Linked DNA regions of Zea mays: regions 2 and 3 are each linked to region 1. The links are chromatin contacts, called in public Hi-C maps. All regions are on one chromosome and are shown on one strand. Each heading gives the region's core, a stretch centred on a gene start, on an enhancer-like site or on the middle of the called end of the contact. The rest is flanking DNA. Distances are from core to core; before and after follow the strand shown. Region 1 holds the start of LOC103651107 (disease resistance protein RPS2). Region 2 holds the start of LOC112552145. Region 3 holds the start of LOC103651104 (protein MICRORCHIDIA 6).

What was found. Hi-C and Micro-C count contacts between places; a contact is called where the count stands out from the background.
Region 2: a Hi-C map of tassel shows a contact between it and region 1, with 3 times the contacts expected there. The contact joins the promoter of LOC112552145 here to the promoter of LOC103651107 in region 1. A contact is called at or near these places in 5 of 25 Hi-C or Micro-C datasets (ear, leaf, root tip and 1 more).
Region 3: a contact with region 1 is called in a Hi-C map of leaf, with 5 times the contacts expected there. The contact joins the promoter of LOC103651104 here to the promoter of LOC103651107 in region 1. A contact is called at or near these places in 2 of 25 Hi-C or Micro-C datasets (ear and leaf).

Annotation. Positions count from the first base shown.
Region 1 is chr3:193,429,982-193,434,781 of Zm-B73-REFERENCE-NAM-5.0, forward strand. LOC103651107 (disease resistance protein RPS2) reads right to left here and starts at 2,879. Exons shown (of 3, transcript XR_004857334.1): 1 at 2,548-2,879; 2 at 1-2,298.
Region 2 is chr3:193,590,269-193,595,068 of Zm-B73-REFERENCE-NAM-5.0, forward strand. LOC112552145 reads right to left here and starts at 2,655. Exons shown (of 2, transcript NM_001363917.1): 1 at 2,479-2,655; 2 at 1,589-2,383. The coding sequence starts at 2,631. The coding sequence ends at 1,757. LOC100275005 reads right to left here. Exons shown (of 6, transcript NM_001149226.1): 3 at 4,619-4,732; 4 at 3,653-3,733; 5 at 3,234-3,407; 6 at 2,822-3,081. The coding sequence ends at 2,992. It overlaps LOC100501828, which reads left to right. Exons shown (of 2, transcript NM_001196479.1): 2 at 1-1,345. The coding sequence ends at 1,205.
Region 3 is chr3:193,289,812-193,294,611 of Zm-B73-REFERENCE-NAM-5.0, forward strand. LOC103651104 (protein MICRORCHIDIA 6) reads left to right here and starts at 2,211. Exons shown (of 18, transcript XM_008676707.4): 1 at 2,211-2,811. It overlaps LOC100279082, which reads right to left and starts at 1,971. Exons shown (of 1, transcript NM_001152132.2): 1 at 854-1,971. The coding sequence starts at 1,892. The coding sequence ends at 1,086.

The sequences.
Region 1 (4,800 bases), core at 1,629-4,128:
AAGAAAAGCAAGGAGAGGAGAGGGTAACACCTGAATTTGGTGGGTATTAAGAAAGAAATTTTATACCCCCAAATTCAGGGTGTTACACCCGTGCAGCCTCATATAGCTCCTCCTCATCCTCAATCTGAACATCAACACTATTTGAGGCACTGCATATGTGGTCCATATTGGATGATAGGGGCACAGAAAGATAAGCACCATTATATAGTTGTCGAACTCATGCATCGCGTCGAAGGAGCAAATACTACATTAAAGTCTCATCAAACGAATTAACGATGCATATGAATAGCGTGTTAAAGACACTTACTAGGATGATCCTGGGTCAAAGGGATGTCCTGGGGGGTACCACCGAATTCGAGGCCCCACAAACGCCATGAACTGGATGAGGGATCTCAACCTCGTTTGGGACCGATTGAGCATCCGACACAAGCATCACTTCTTCCGGAAGCTTAGGCAAAAGAGCTTCACAAGGAGATGCATTTGGCATTTGTGGAGATAACCGACTGGAGCTTCAAAGAATAACTTTCAAACGACCACATCCAAACATATTTCAACCCGACTGGAGATGCATATGTCAAAATTTGTGAACAATCGTCATCACAATTTTGACATATTTCAACCAGTCATCTTCAGAGCCAATGGAGATCAACTGTCAAAATATTGTCCCAGATGCAACATGGGACAATAAACCCTCAATTGATATGTTGACAGGGTCGTTTAAATTGCAACTAATCTCCTCACAAGCTCTTGCGAAAATCTAGCCAAAAGAGGGCCTTTCATCGAACATCACATTCACGTTCTTCATTACATCAAAACTAACATTCCTATAAACATCTTCCTCCACGCTTCCTCCACGTTATAGTGTCACTAGGGTGTCCATCTATTACAAACACGGATTCATAACTCAATAACCATTAAAGATGGTACCTGACTAACACTATCAACTAATGCCTAACTAAATACTATCCCCATCTACTAATATACTAATGCCTAAATACTTACTAAGTAATAAATAAGTAATAGATAATTGCTTACATATAACTATATACTACTACCTATATACTTACTAATCTAATAATGCCTAAACACTTAATACTAACTATACACTAATAAATAACTAACCACATCAAGCAGTTATATGATCGATTAATATTGTGTAAAAAACGAGTATACCTGAGGCCGTCGTGTAGTCAAGCTATAGGTGGCGGAGGTGATGGAATCGAACGACCTCCTATCTACATCGACGTCCAAATATAACATGCCATCGACGTCCAAATATAACATGCCATCGACGTATATAATCACCATCGACGTCCAAATATAACATGCCATGCTTTATGAGAACATCAAGAATTTCCTTGCCAATATGGTTAACCTCATCAAAATCAGTAGTTTTCTGGAGTAGACCATCTGTTTTCCAGTGCCAGATTTTTGACTGAAATTCCTTGATCCTCCGGGAAGAGTAGGCAGTACAGCAAGCATCGTCGCACATTATTGTTAGGAAGCTGCTGGTATCCAAATTTCACCAGGCGCTTCATGGTGTTTAACGCTGATGTCTGAGCTTCTAGAGTGACATGCGCTTTTGCGACCAACTCATCAAATGCTTCTTGTGTAGGTGAGCCATACAGAACCCCAGCCAATAGAATGACTGTGAGCGGCATGCCAAAACAGCAACTGATTAAGTCATGTGCAAAGTTGATATCTTTTCCAATCTTTTCACGCAGCAGGTCGTATGACTCTTCATAAGTAAGAGGTTGTGGCATTATAACTACATCTGGCTCCATGATTGATTCTCCCCTCACAGTTCGTGTAGTCACAAATATTTTTGAGCCAAGACTTTGCTGTCGAGGACGAGGAACTCCCAGGTATTCTAAGATACCCTCTTCAGTAAAATAAACATTATCAAGAACAATGAGGAATTTCCGTGCTGTGAGATATTCCTTGATTATGGCCTTGGTTCTTTCTACAGACAAGTTATCTCCTTTGTTACATGAAAGAGATGCTGCAATCTTATTGAGACACTGTCTCATGCTACAGTTAATTGACAAGGGAACCCAAACATACTCTTGAAAGAGATTCGAAGTCCTTGCTGCCCGGTATGCAGCCTTCGCAGCCCATGTCTTTCCAGAGCCAGCAATACCTTGGATGACAATTACTCCAACATCTGGACGAACAAGCAGCCCGAGCATATGTTGGAATGAAATCACCTGACCGTGATTTATAGTTTGCAGCCTTGGAAATCGGATTGTCTGCCTTTGCCTCCAAGAGGAATAATAGGACGCCATTATGCTGCTTATCCTGTTTTTTTTTCCAGTTGTATTTCTTGGGTTAGTCTGGTCAACAATAGGACGACATATACAAGTTTAATAGAATCACACACACACTACTAGTATTTGTTACAGAAACTTGTTGGTTTGGGCGTATGCCCTTTTCTCCATTTAGATAAGTATCTTTTGCTGTTTTGCATGATATGCATCTCTAATTTGGGGATAAAAGTAACACGGCACAAATGAGAAACCAAAATTCAGAAAACGAGAAAGCACCCACCTGCTGTCCCGTGCGGCTCAAAGATGTTGGAGAGGAGCATTCGCACCGAGGCGCTTCAGCGATTTCCAGTGGCCCTGCGCCCTAGGGTATGCGATATGCCGGCAGGCGGCAGCTGTGGAATGGGAGAGATGCAGGAACTGAGGAGGGCGGGCAACGAGCAATGTCCAGGTCGAAAACCCGCCAAAATTTGGTGAGGCGTGGGAGCTCGCCTGTCGCCTAGAGAAAGGCGGACGCAGTATTGCGAAGGCGAGACCTTGACTTGAGTAGTAGGCCAGTAGGGTAGACAAGACGATCGTATCGAGAATTCGAGACCCTGTCACTGGCACGCGGCTGAGAAGCCTGTTTGTGGTAGAAAATCCGTTTTGAGTTGCCCTGCCTCGCCAATCCGTATAGATCACTGACGTGACCTATAAAAAATATCCTACAATTTAAAAATGAATATATTTAATATAATTTAGTGCACCAACAAAATATCTAGTTCCAACTGTAAAGCCTTAAATGTATATTATAGTACAGCTCAGTACAATATAGTGTATTTGAGTTACTTGAGAGTGTGTTTTATAATTTTTTGACCAAATTTTATAAAATGAGGCGTTGTTGGAGTAGTTTTTCCTGTGTAAAGCTCTATATTTCAATTTGAGGCAGCAGTTTGAAGTATTATTGGATATGCTCTCACATGAGGGCTGTAAAGGCTCTCTAGCGTCACCTATCATAATTTCTATTTCAAACTCCACTCTATAAACAGTGTTATCTTATCGGTGTTTCGTACCTCGCTCCGACAAGTAAATTTATTGTGCGCAATTGCGCGTTCCGGGCTCTGGAGGGTGTGCGCGGAGGGCGCAAGATTTATACTGGTTCGGATAGAACATCCAATATCTAGTCATCGGTGACTTGCACTACCATCACCATTGATGAGGAAACTCGTAGTAGGGGTTATAAGCAATCGAGAGATGGAGGGAGGCTCTCATGTCTCTTGTTGGGGTGGAAGTGGAGCTTAGAAGCTGAGAGGTGGAGTCCTAGCTAAGTCTTGATTTAGTGGGGGCTCCGGCCTCCTGGTCCTCGTCGGCGCTCCTCCTCCTATTCATCCTTGTGGGCTCGTTTCCGTCTGAAGGCCTCCGGTCGTCTCCAAGTCGATATCCTCTCTCCGTCCTCTCGTCCTGAGGCGACCCTCTCCCTTTTATAGATCGGGAGAAGGATCGGCCAACGGTGACTCCTCTAGGAAGGAGCCATAAGGTAGGGGTAAAATTAGTGTTTTACCTCGGGTAAGTCCATGTGTACTCGCGGGGCCTAGGGCTGCCTGGCTATCGCGTATTTATCGTAGTGGATGACGCGGGGGCGGCGATGGTCCTAGTTGCATCATTCCGGCTATGTCGAGACCTGGCTTCTGTAGCCTAGGGCTCTGTGCAGTCCGTCGTGTAGTGCCCTGCGGGAGGTATGCGCATTCAGGCCTAGTCCGATAGGCCATAAGTGTGTCGCAGTCCGTGGGCGCGCGAGCCATTAATGCACAGTAGTCCGAGGGTTTGTAGGTCATGAGTGCTATGCGGCCTGAGGGGTCCTTAGGTCATGAGTGGAAAGTGGACTGGTGGTCACGCTGTGGCTCGATGTTAGGCGTGGTTAATGCGGCCAGCCATTTACGGCAGGTCAGTCCGAGGCCGGGCGCGGGATCCACTCGAGTGGTTCCCTTTCGACACGCTCGTCCTCCTTGTCAGGCTCCGGCACACCCAGCCCCAGGCTCGGTGCCGCGGGTTTGACCGGGGGTGGGTCCTTCTAGAGTTGGTGTGCCTGTCTCTTCTAACTAACTAACGGACCCAACGATCTGGGGCCCTTTCCTAAGCGCGTTCACTGACTGGTGGGTCCAGGGACCGGGGACCATTTCCCCAACAATAGCCCCCGAGCCCTAAAGGGGAGAGTGTCTCCCTTTGGGGGCTGATAACGGGTCGGACATGTGTCGGGTTGGACATTGTCTTATTCCTTTTTGTCGCTTGTCGTTGTCGAATGTAACCAGCAAAGTCCACTGTTGGCTTCAGTTGGACGCTATAAATAGGGGCTCGCTCCGTGCTTACCCCCAACAGACTTCAGTCGTTGCTTTGTGTTTTCTAAAAGCGGTATTTAGTTGGGATGGTTTTGTTGCCTCCAACCTCTCGGGGTCTCATCGGCTGGTCATGGATCACGGTAAGCGCCTAGCTTCGGAGTGCTCTTACTAGGGCCGGTCTAAGCACCGCACATCGTAGGAAAGGTGGGTAGTGACCAAGC
Region 2 (4,800 bases), core at 1,405-3,904, 160 kb after region 1:
CCCTTCACTCCAAGGCGGCAGTGATACACACCTGGTACGGCCGCCTGTTTCGATGTCTGACTCTCCTCTCGACCTCTACGGCGTGCGTCCTCTTCAACATGCTTGACAGGGGTAAACACAAGTCACACAGCCGCATCGACATCTGCATCACCAACATTTTGTTCGGAGGAGCGCTGTGCCTGGAGGTGTATGCCATTGGGATGATGCTTGTATCCTACTGGACTTATGCCGCTCTGCATGACTGCAACTACCGGTCACTGGGCAGCCTGGTGTTCCGGAGCATTCAGTATTTCCGGCCGGAAAGCCGGGCGAAGTGGTCCAATTTGATGGCCCAGCACAACCTCATCGGCTTCTGCCTCCTGGACAAACCAACCAAGCTCACCAAGGTTTTGAGCGTCCTAGGGCTTAAAGTCCACTGGGACAGGTGGCTGTACATCCGGCACATCGACGTGTCATCGGAGCTCAAGACCTTGGTCTTCAGGGAGCTCAAGGATAAGACGGTGAGCATCGTGGACGCCGAGAGCTACCGCAAGTTCAGCAACCACAGGGGCCAGTGGGCTCTGCAGTGCAAGGGCTACTACAAGGAGCTCGGCTGGAGCGTCGAGGTGGAGTTCGACGAGAGCATCCTCCTCTGGCACATAGCCACAGACCTCTGCTTCCACTCGGGGGATGGCGATGACAACGACGCCAAGATGATCCCTCATTACGTTGATATCAGCCGGGCGATATCGAACTACATGCTTTTCCTTCTCGTCGCGCGCCCCTTCATGCTGACCGCCGGCATTGGGCAGATCCGGTTCGGCGACACCTGCGCCGAGGCCAAGAACTTCTTCAAGCGGGCAGAGATGGCGCGCCCGAGCGCGAGCGCTGCGGCGAGGATGGTGCTCGACGTGAACGCCGAGATCGCGCCGAGGGACGTGAAGGGTGACCGGAGCAAATCCGTGCTGTTCGACGCGTGCCGGCTGGCCAAGTCGCTGCTGGAGCTGCAGCCGCACAAGCGGTGGCGCGTCATCCGTGTGGTGTGGGTGGAGATGCTCTGCTATGCCGCGAACAAGTGCCAAAGCAACTTCCATGCCAAGCAGCTGAGCACCGGCGGCGAGCTGCTCACGGTCGTTTGGTTCTTGATGGCGCACTTCGGGGTAGGCGAGCAGTATAGGATTGAGGCGGGGCATGCAAGAGCTAAACTGATCGTACAGAAGAACTGAGGTTAGCAGTAGCACAAATTATATGTTGGTGAGCGGAGCGGCGTTCAAAATTTATGCAAATACTGTACGTGCATATCTTGGAAAAAAAAGCCTTGCAATCTGCAAAGGTGTTTTTTAAATGAGAAGGCAATGGTTTCACTAGACCAGAAATGGTACTTGCTCAGAAGCAGTATGAGTGTATGACAGGTGAAATCCGCAAGTTGCTGAAAGCAGCATGCACACCCAAATGAGTCAATGATCCAAATCCAGGCTAAATGTAATGCACTCTATAGATTGGATGCCAACGACTAACTCGAGCCGGGAAGTCATGAACCACACTATGCCCTCACTTAGGGCCTGTCTGGATCCATGGCAGTTGTGCAATGCACAGCGTGCTAGCTTGATCGAATATAGAATCGCATAATTTGACCTAATCAGCAGACAATTTTACGACCTTAACCTACGTGCCCCAGACACCAGACACCAGACATCAGCAGCAAGAAAAAAGTGGAACACCGAAAGCGCAACGCGTTGCAGGATATTGAGCACCTCCTCTCTGATAGTTTCAACTTTCAAGACCTTGGCGACGAAGGATTCGAGAAAACCGGCGGCGCGGGGAAGCTAAAATCGAGGTCCGGGATCTCAGGCACGATCTTCTTGGCGCTCCGGCCGCGGTTGCCGTCGAAGACGAACGCCGCCGTGACCGGCGACTCCGTGTCAACGCTGCTGATCCTCAGAAGCTCCAGCGGCAGGTCGAAGTACGCCGACACCTCCTCTTCTTCCTCGCTCGCGCCCGTGCGCTCGAACGCGGCGCCCGAGGACGACGAGCTGTACTTGAACCTCTCCATGGAGGCCACCTTCGACACCGTGCTCGAACGGTCCCCGGCAGGCCCGGCCGTGTTCGCCTCGCTCAGGCTCATGGACTGCTGCTGCTGCATCGACCGCCTCCTGGACAGGCCCGGCAGGTACATGCACAGGACGCCGCACCAGAAGCCGTCCCCGCCGATCTTGCCCTGCCGCGCCTTGCGGTAGTTAATCGACGACGCGTTGCTCGAGAGGTCGGTGACCGACGAACCGGAGCGGAATCGCCGGCCCTCCTCTTCATCGTCTGCTACTCGAGCTTCAGCTTCTCTCTTGAAGGAAGAGGCATCTTCTTGGCTCATGGCACAAGGAAAAGTGAGCTTGCCGGAGCTCTCTACCTGTGCGTGCATTGTGCAATTGAGAAGAAAAACACATGGAATGGGCTTCACGAAATGGTGGAGAGCACATCAGGGCAGCAGTCGTGTGGTCATACATTGTCTCCAGGCCATGCTGTGTCGGTGAGCTGTTCGGTTGACTTCTCACTTGATCGTATCCGAAAGCTTGGAGCCATGGGCGGTTGGGCCAGCGAGCCTGCGATTCTGTCTACACAACTGTGATCAGCTGTTTCCTTGGATGGGCAGGTCATGGTGTATTACATTATCAGGTAGTACATGATATCATTGACTCTTTGTTCGTGGCTCCTACCAAGTTAGGATTTTGAATAAATCCCAGTCAATCAAATGTTGACAAAAACTTTATTTATTCAAATATATTCTTCTTTAAAAAAACCTTGGTTTAGATTACTGGCAAACAACAAGAAGTTATATTTCACACGATTTTTTTAAAAAAAACTATCTTACATTCCAAAATTTGGAATTTGACATCTATACAAGTTGTCATATCTTTGCAACACTGGCGTAAAAAATGTTACTGATTAACTAGCCTTGTAACTCAGATTTACAAGAATGCAGCAACATCTCACATTCTCACTCAAGAAGGGGAGGAGCTACTGCAGAGAATTGTAGAAAAGAATTAGGACGACTGAGATCCCAATAATAACCGGAAAAGCTGTCAACAAATACAAGGCACCATATCCCTGCAGAACAAAACAAAAAAAAACACGTTAAAATAAGTGGTATAAGAACATTAAGGTATGAGCATTTAGTTGAAAGTTGTTCTTTTTGCTTGCTTTACCCACAATAGCCATGAGTATAAAATTTGCTGGAGTACTTTCAAAGACAAACTTACCACTGCAGACGGCACTTCAGTTTCATCATCGTCCTCCTCTTCGCCATCTATATCAGCAGCAGAGTCCCAGTCAAGGTTAAGTCTTTTAGCAGCTGTCTCAGGATCGATGCCAGTATCTGTGGCTTTTGCATAGACAGATTTCCCAGGTTTGCTCTTCTTTTTTGGAGCTTCTATCTGTACAATGGATTTGAAAACGGAAACTCCATGTTAAAATTCAGTTATAACTTAACATTCATTAAAGAGAGAGAAAACAACTGTGGTACTCAAGAAATTGTTGAAAGATGGAAAAAAAACTAAATAAAACGAAGGGAACAATGAAGTATGGGTGAAAGAATACTAGACTCAGGGAAATGACACTAGTGGACTCTTGCTGGTAATGCAGTGGGGCGGAAGGAGAATAATTGAGTTTTCACTGTTACCTCAATGTCTGGCCATTCTGCCATCTCCTTGGCAAGCAACTGAAGTGCAACACGATTCTCTGGAATCTTTCCTTCGTTAACCTATATAATATATATGCAAACACGGCATTAGTGGTCCAGGTTTTTGCAAGAAATTACATCTTCATCATTATGTGATCTGACCAATTAGCAGCCAACACAGGTACTGTTCATGTGAAGTGACAAACGTTAGCAGTAGCACTACGAAGGTGAAGAATGTATCAGTATTTTATTTCTTTTTAAATTGGGGCTCCACAAATCTAGAATCATTATGTCTTTGTTGAGAACCAAGACAACAAACTTTGTAAGAATATGCATACTGTTTCCATATGAATCTGTTATTTCCAGTTAAAAACAAGCAGCCATATTGCTTTTTTCTGTTTTATATTTCAGTGTGGTCATTGTATAATTCTTTCTTCAGTTTTGTTTAGCCTCCCGGGGCCTGTAACTCTTCTGTATTAATGAAATCGGCACTGCCTCCTGCTGGTTTGTTCAAAAAAATATATTTCTGGGTGGAAGAGGAGATCATAATGGAACAAATTTGATATGATTAGTGACGTTTTAAGAAAAAATAGGGAGACGAAATAGATAGGGGATAGCTTAAAACGTTATCTATTGACTTTGCACAATCATTCACAATGATATGTGGAAAGAAAGACAACATGGCTTGCATGATACAATGAAAGGACATACTTAAGATTTCTCCTCCGCATTATTATCATTATCATATACCCACAGCATTAGACTATGCAGGTATCTTTTTTAATTAAATATCAGTGGAGCATTACATTGCACCTAGATACATAAAATATATGCCAGCGGTAAAAGTGGATGAGGATGCCAGTAGGCAACCCACAATATTCACAAACGGAATGAGCAATAATATTCACTTGCAAGAGACTGTCAGAAAAGCTCCAGGTAGCATATTGCAGGGAAACGGTGATGTACCTCAGCCAAAGCGTCAGCTAAATCATCCCTAGTAATTTCATCAGGATCCTCTATCCCGAGTGTTCTCTTTCTTTCTATATCTCTAGGGTCCTCAATCATGATGGTAAGCTTAACCTGTTGTGATGCAGCAAAAAAAGTAGCAATAGTGTCAGTTTTTTTATCAGCAACAAGAAACATGCAGC
Region 3 (4,800 bases), core at 961-3,460, 140 kb before region 1:
GAGGTTCACTTTCAGAGAGAAAAAACTACAGTATACAACACCGTCGCATATCACCTCGTGTGCCCTGAACACGTAGTATCCGGCCGCCGAGCGTCGTCACGTACAGACAGACTCCATGCGGCTGCCGAGCGCGAGTAGTCTGCATCTGTGGCTGCAGAACAGAACCGAGTAGTCTGCGTCGGCAGCGGCAGGGTCGTCGTGGTGTAAGTGTAACACGACTAAAACACAATCAGTAGACTCCATCAGACCGAACGTCTGAATGCACGATCAATATATCCCATCTGACCGAATGCAGGTAACCGAACGTTACCTACGGACAGCATATGAAACAACGTATTTAACCGAACCATTATCTACGGACAGTAGTGGAACGTCTAAAACTCTAAATACACATCGATAAACTCCATCTGACCTAACGTAGGTAAGCTGAATCGGTAGGATCATGATGTGATATATCATGACAGTGTAACACGTTTCAACTCTGCCGAGACTGGAGACACACACTTGAGATTGACACACTTTGATTAAAGCCTAACTCTAACTCTAATTCGTAGAGACAAAAATAGTGTAGTAGTAGTAAAAGTCGATACAGATTTCGAATTAAAGCCTTTATAGAAACAAAAATAATGTAGAAGTAGTAAAAACAATATGGATTAAAGACAAGGCTCACCAAGATGATCAACGGAGTATGTTCGAACTTATCAAGATAGAGATGTTTTTTTGGATATTGTAAACAAACAAGAATTGACTGGGCTGTCAGGAATCAGGATAGAGATGTTTTTTTGGATATTGTAAAAAAACAAGAACTGGAATACAAAACCAAGAATTGGAAAGGAATAGGATAATGTTTTGAGAACTCTTGAAGATGCTTTAATCTGAGAATCATCACACACACACAAAGATGTCCGAAAAAGTATATGAACAACTACAAGATGAAACCATTATTAAACGGCGAAAACAACAAATGAGACTTCGGGGTTCAGTTCATTGCACTACCTCCACAGCTACACTACTCTGCTTCCCTCAAGCGGAGTTCTCATTCGACCGCGTGCACGAGATCATCGAAGAATCACGTGCGTTTTACATCACACGAGGAAATGCTGCAGGTACCGGAGCCCCTCGTCGGCGCACACGTACCGACACTCGCACATCACTCCGAGCCTCACCTTCCCGACGGCCTTCTCCTCCCCAGCCAGCTCTACCACCACCTCCGCGTCCAGCTTGGCGCCGCCGCAGCCGGGCGCGGGCAGCCTCGCCGAGACCCCCGCCTCACCTCTGCCGCCGAAGGCGACGGCTCCTGCCGCCCTTGCCGCCGGCACCTTGGCGTCCATCATCAGGACCGCCGCGGGTTCCTCGCCGCGGCGCGCCGCCGTCCGCACCGCCGTCCACCTGACGCGCCACTCCCCTGGCCCGATCGCCCCGTTCCGACCGCTCAGGTCGACCCCGAACAGGAACAGCCCCGCGGAATTCTCGACGTGGGCGGCCTTGTCCGCGGCTACCAGGAAGGACAGCGTGCTGTCGCCGCCGGCCGTGACGACGTCGACGGCGAACGAGACGTCCGCGAGGGCGAGGCGCGGGGCCGGGAGCGCGCGGCAGCGGACGGACGCGGAGCGGAACAGCTTGAACAGGCGTCGGTGGGGTGGGGAGGAGCACCGCCGGTCGCTGTCGGTGTCGGGGAGGAGGCCCAGCGCGGAGGGGAAGTGCTGCGCGCAGAGCCGCGCCCAGAGGTCGTCCGCGGCGAAGGCGGTGTGCCACGAGGTGGACACGCAGGACGCCGCCGCGAGGGATGCGGCGTCGAGGAACGGCGCGACGAGGTGGAGCGCCTCCCACGGGGGTGGCGACGGCGGCGTGGGCCGCCGCGGCATTGCTCTCGCCTCGCTCTCGTCGTCCATCTCGGAACAGGCTGAGCTCGTATTCGTATTCGAAGTAGCTCGGTGTCCTTGCGGTCTCGCCTTTACGTGATTGATCCGTGCGCGTCACTGGTCACTGCGTTTATTTATCAGCGAGCGGCCGAGACCGTGCGGACGTCGAAGTACGGCAAGGGATGCGGGGAAGGAACGAGTTGCTGTGGGAGAAGATTGGACGGGGCGCAGGGCGGGGTGTGAGCGCGGGTGGAGCACACGTGGTCGGGCACGATCACGGTGGCTCGGCATGCGCTAGGCGCGTGGCGCGCGAAGAGATGCCTTCGAACGGAGCGCGCCGGGAGTCGGCAACCAGGACAGGCGGGAGCGCTGAACCGTGGCGGTGACCGGCCGCCGGTGGCTGGGCCCAGCGTTAGCATTGGGTCGGGACGGTAGGGCCGCATGTGGGCCGCCCAGCCGATAAGGCCACACTGCTGCAGCAGAGAGGCCCGTTTGGTCCTTTTCTTCCGGATTTTATTTATTTATAGATTCATCTCCAAGCAGAGGTTTGGATTCTGCTTATCCCCTCAGATTCTTGAACAGATCTGGAGTTAGTTCCTACCACGAAAATATCTAGGGCGGTTTCCTATCCTATAAATATGCAACTTGGATTCTATGGTGCCCACCGTCAGAGGAGCACATGTTTGCGGTGCTAGGGTTTTGTTTTGTCATCTGCCACAAGCGATTGACATATCGGAGGATTGGTCATATAAAAATCCCTTAAAAGCCTTGGGGTTGGTTGATGTGATCCATATCAAAAGTAGGATCTGCAGTTGGAAGGCAAGAAGAAAAACGATCTGTTCATACCAAGACCATTCAAAGTCTTGGAGCCTTTTCTTTTATACGATTTATCTACAGCACTGCAGTTGAAAGGCAACTAGGGAAAAAAAGATTGAACTGCATTCTAGAGGTAATATTTTTTCCTTTTTCTTTTAGAGTGTATGAAGAACAGGCTCGATGCAGCGTCCTGACTCCCCTTTCAGTTTCCTTTGTCTTTTAGAGCGTGTTTGCTGTTATTTTCTCTTGTTCTTGAAAGATATGGTTTACCTGTGCCTTCTTCATATTTGTTTTTCTTTGTCCTCTTATTGCTCGTGTATTGCTACGATTTCTATATACGGTTTTTGGTAAGTATAAAGAAGAAGAAGAATGAGATATAAAGGAGATAATCTTTTTAATAAGACTATAAAGAAGGCATATAGAGGATATGATTGAAGATAGTCTAGTCCATTCGTCATCTGAGCTAATTGATAAATTATGATCTAATTATTCATGAAAGATGGCATCTAAATCTAAAGTAAATAATAATAATTGTCGGACTTTTGGCTTGTTTCTCTCCTCGAACTGCAGCACATAAGGGTGACAATGAGCTCTAAATTTTATACTATAAAATTCAAGGATCGGACCCTATTTCCATTCATTTTGAACTAGAATTTATTTAGGGCCCTACCATTTTGTGAATAACCATTTGGATCGCGATCCATTACCACCCCTAGCAGCACACTGCCATTTTTTCATCCTATCGTGAGGTATTGTCATCATGAGGTACTGTCGAGCTACAACTCGATCGTGCATAATATGTCTTATGCACGATGCACGATCGAGCTGCACCAAGAAGGGGAGGACAAACACATTCTCAGATTTGCAACTGATGGCAAACACTAAGCTAAAGCTACTTATGAAAGCATTTTCATTAGATTAGTCCAGTTTGAACTTTGTGTGAGACTTTGGCACTCATGGCTCCATCGAACTGTAAGTTTTTTATGTGGTTATCTGACCAGTTACAAAAACAATGGCTTGAACACCTGGAACGATGTTCGCTTTGATCAAGAACATGGGTCCATAGACCATCTGTTAATTGGATGTGTATTTGCGAGGAATTTCATCAACCTCTAGGTGTAAGGTATTGCTGAAAAGGGACTTAATACCTTAATCTTCCTTGGATTTTGGACCCTTTGGAACCATAGAAATAGTTGAGTCTTTGGGAATAACACCCCAAATTTAGAGGCCGTCATTAGAAGGGCTGAGGAAGAAGAGAGTCGTGGGAGATGGCAGGGGCCAAGCGTGTCTCTCTCCTAACACCCTTAATTCTAGGGTTGTAGGCTTTTGGTAATTTCTTAGGAGTTTTTAATGGACTCATTTATATATCTTTGTACCATGTTCTGGTCCATTTTAGTCATTTTTCTTCTTAAATAATGATACATATATCTTCTGCGTGCTCGAGAAAAAAAATCTTAATCTAATCTAGAGGCCAAAATAGTTCCACCAAATGAAGGGGTAAATTAGCTCTGAGTGGCGGTTATAAATTAGGTGATAGGAGAAAATATGTACCGAAAAATTTGGTAATAGAAACAGAGATGTTGGGAGAGGAGTAGAGGAACGAGAAGGATATTGGTCGTGTATCCCAATCTAATGTGGAAGGGTCTCTAGCCGAGTTGGTTAGGTGGTCTGAGTAGCACTCCTCGGGTCCTGAGTTTGACTCCCCATCAGAGTGAATTTCAGGTTGTGGTTAAAAAAGTCCCTCGTCTGTCCCATGCCAAAGCACAAGTCTAAGGCTTGATTTCGCTCGCGGTTGTATTCTCACCTGGGCTACAATGCTGTTGTGTACGATTGGGACAGGGGTTTATGGGTTTTCTCGACATGCGTGAGAGGGTATTTTTTTTAATATAATGCCTGGGAGCTCTCTTACCTCCGCAGGTCGAATTTTTTATCCCAATCTAATCTAGAGGACTAAATAGTGTAGAGAAATAATGAGCGGCTTATTTGGTTTGTGACAATTTAACCCTGTTGAAATTTGGCAAGCTCAAATTTTTTTGGTAGTTTTAGTTGGTAGTTAATGGTAGAAGCAGTTATATTTCTCTTTTATCTTCTAAATTTTGGCCAAGTTTGATCAATCAATTTG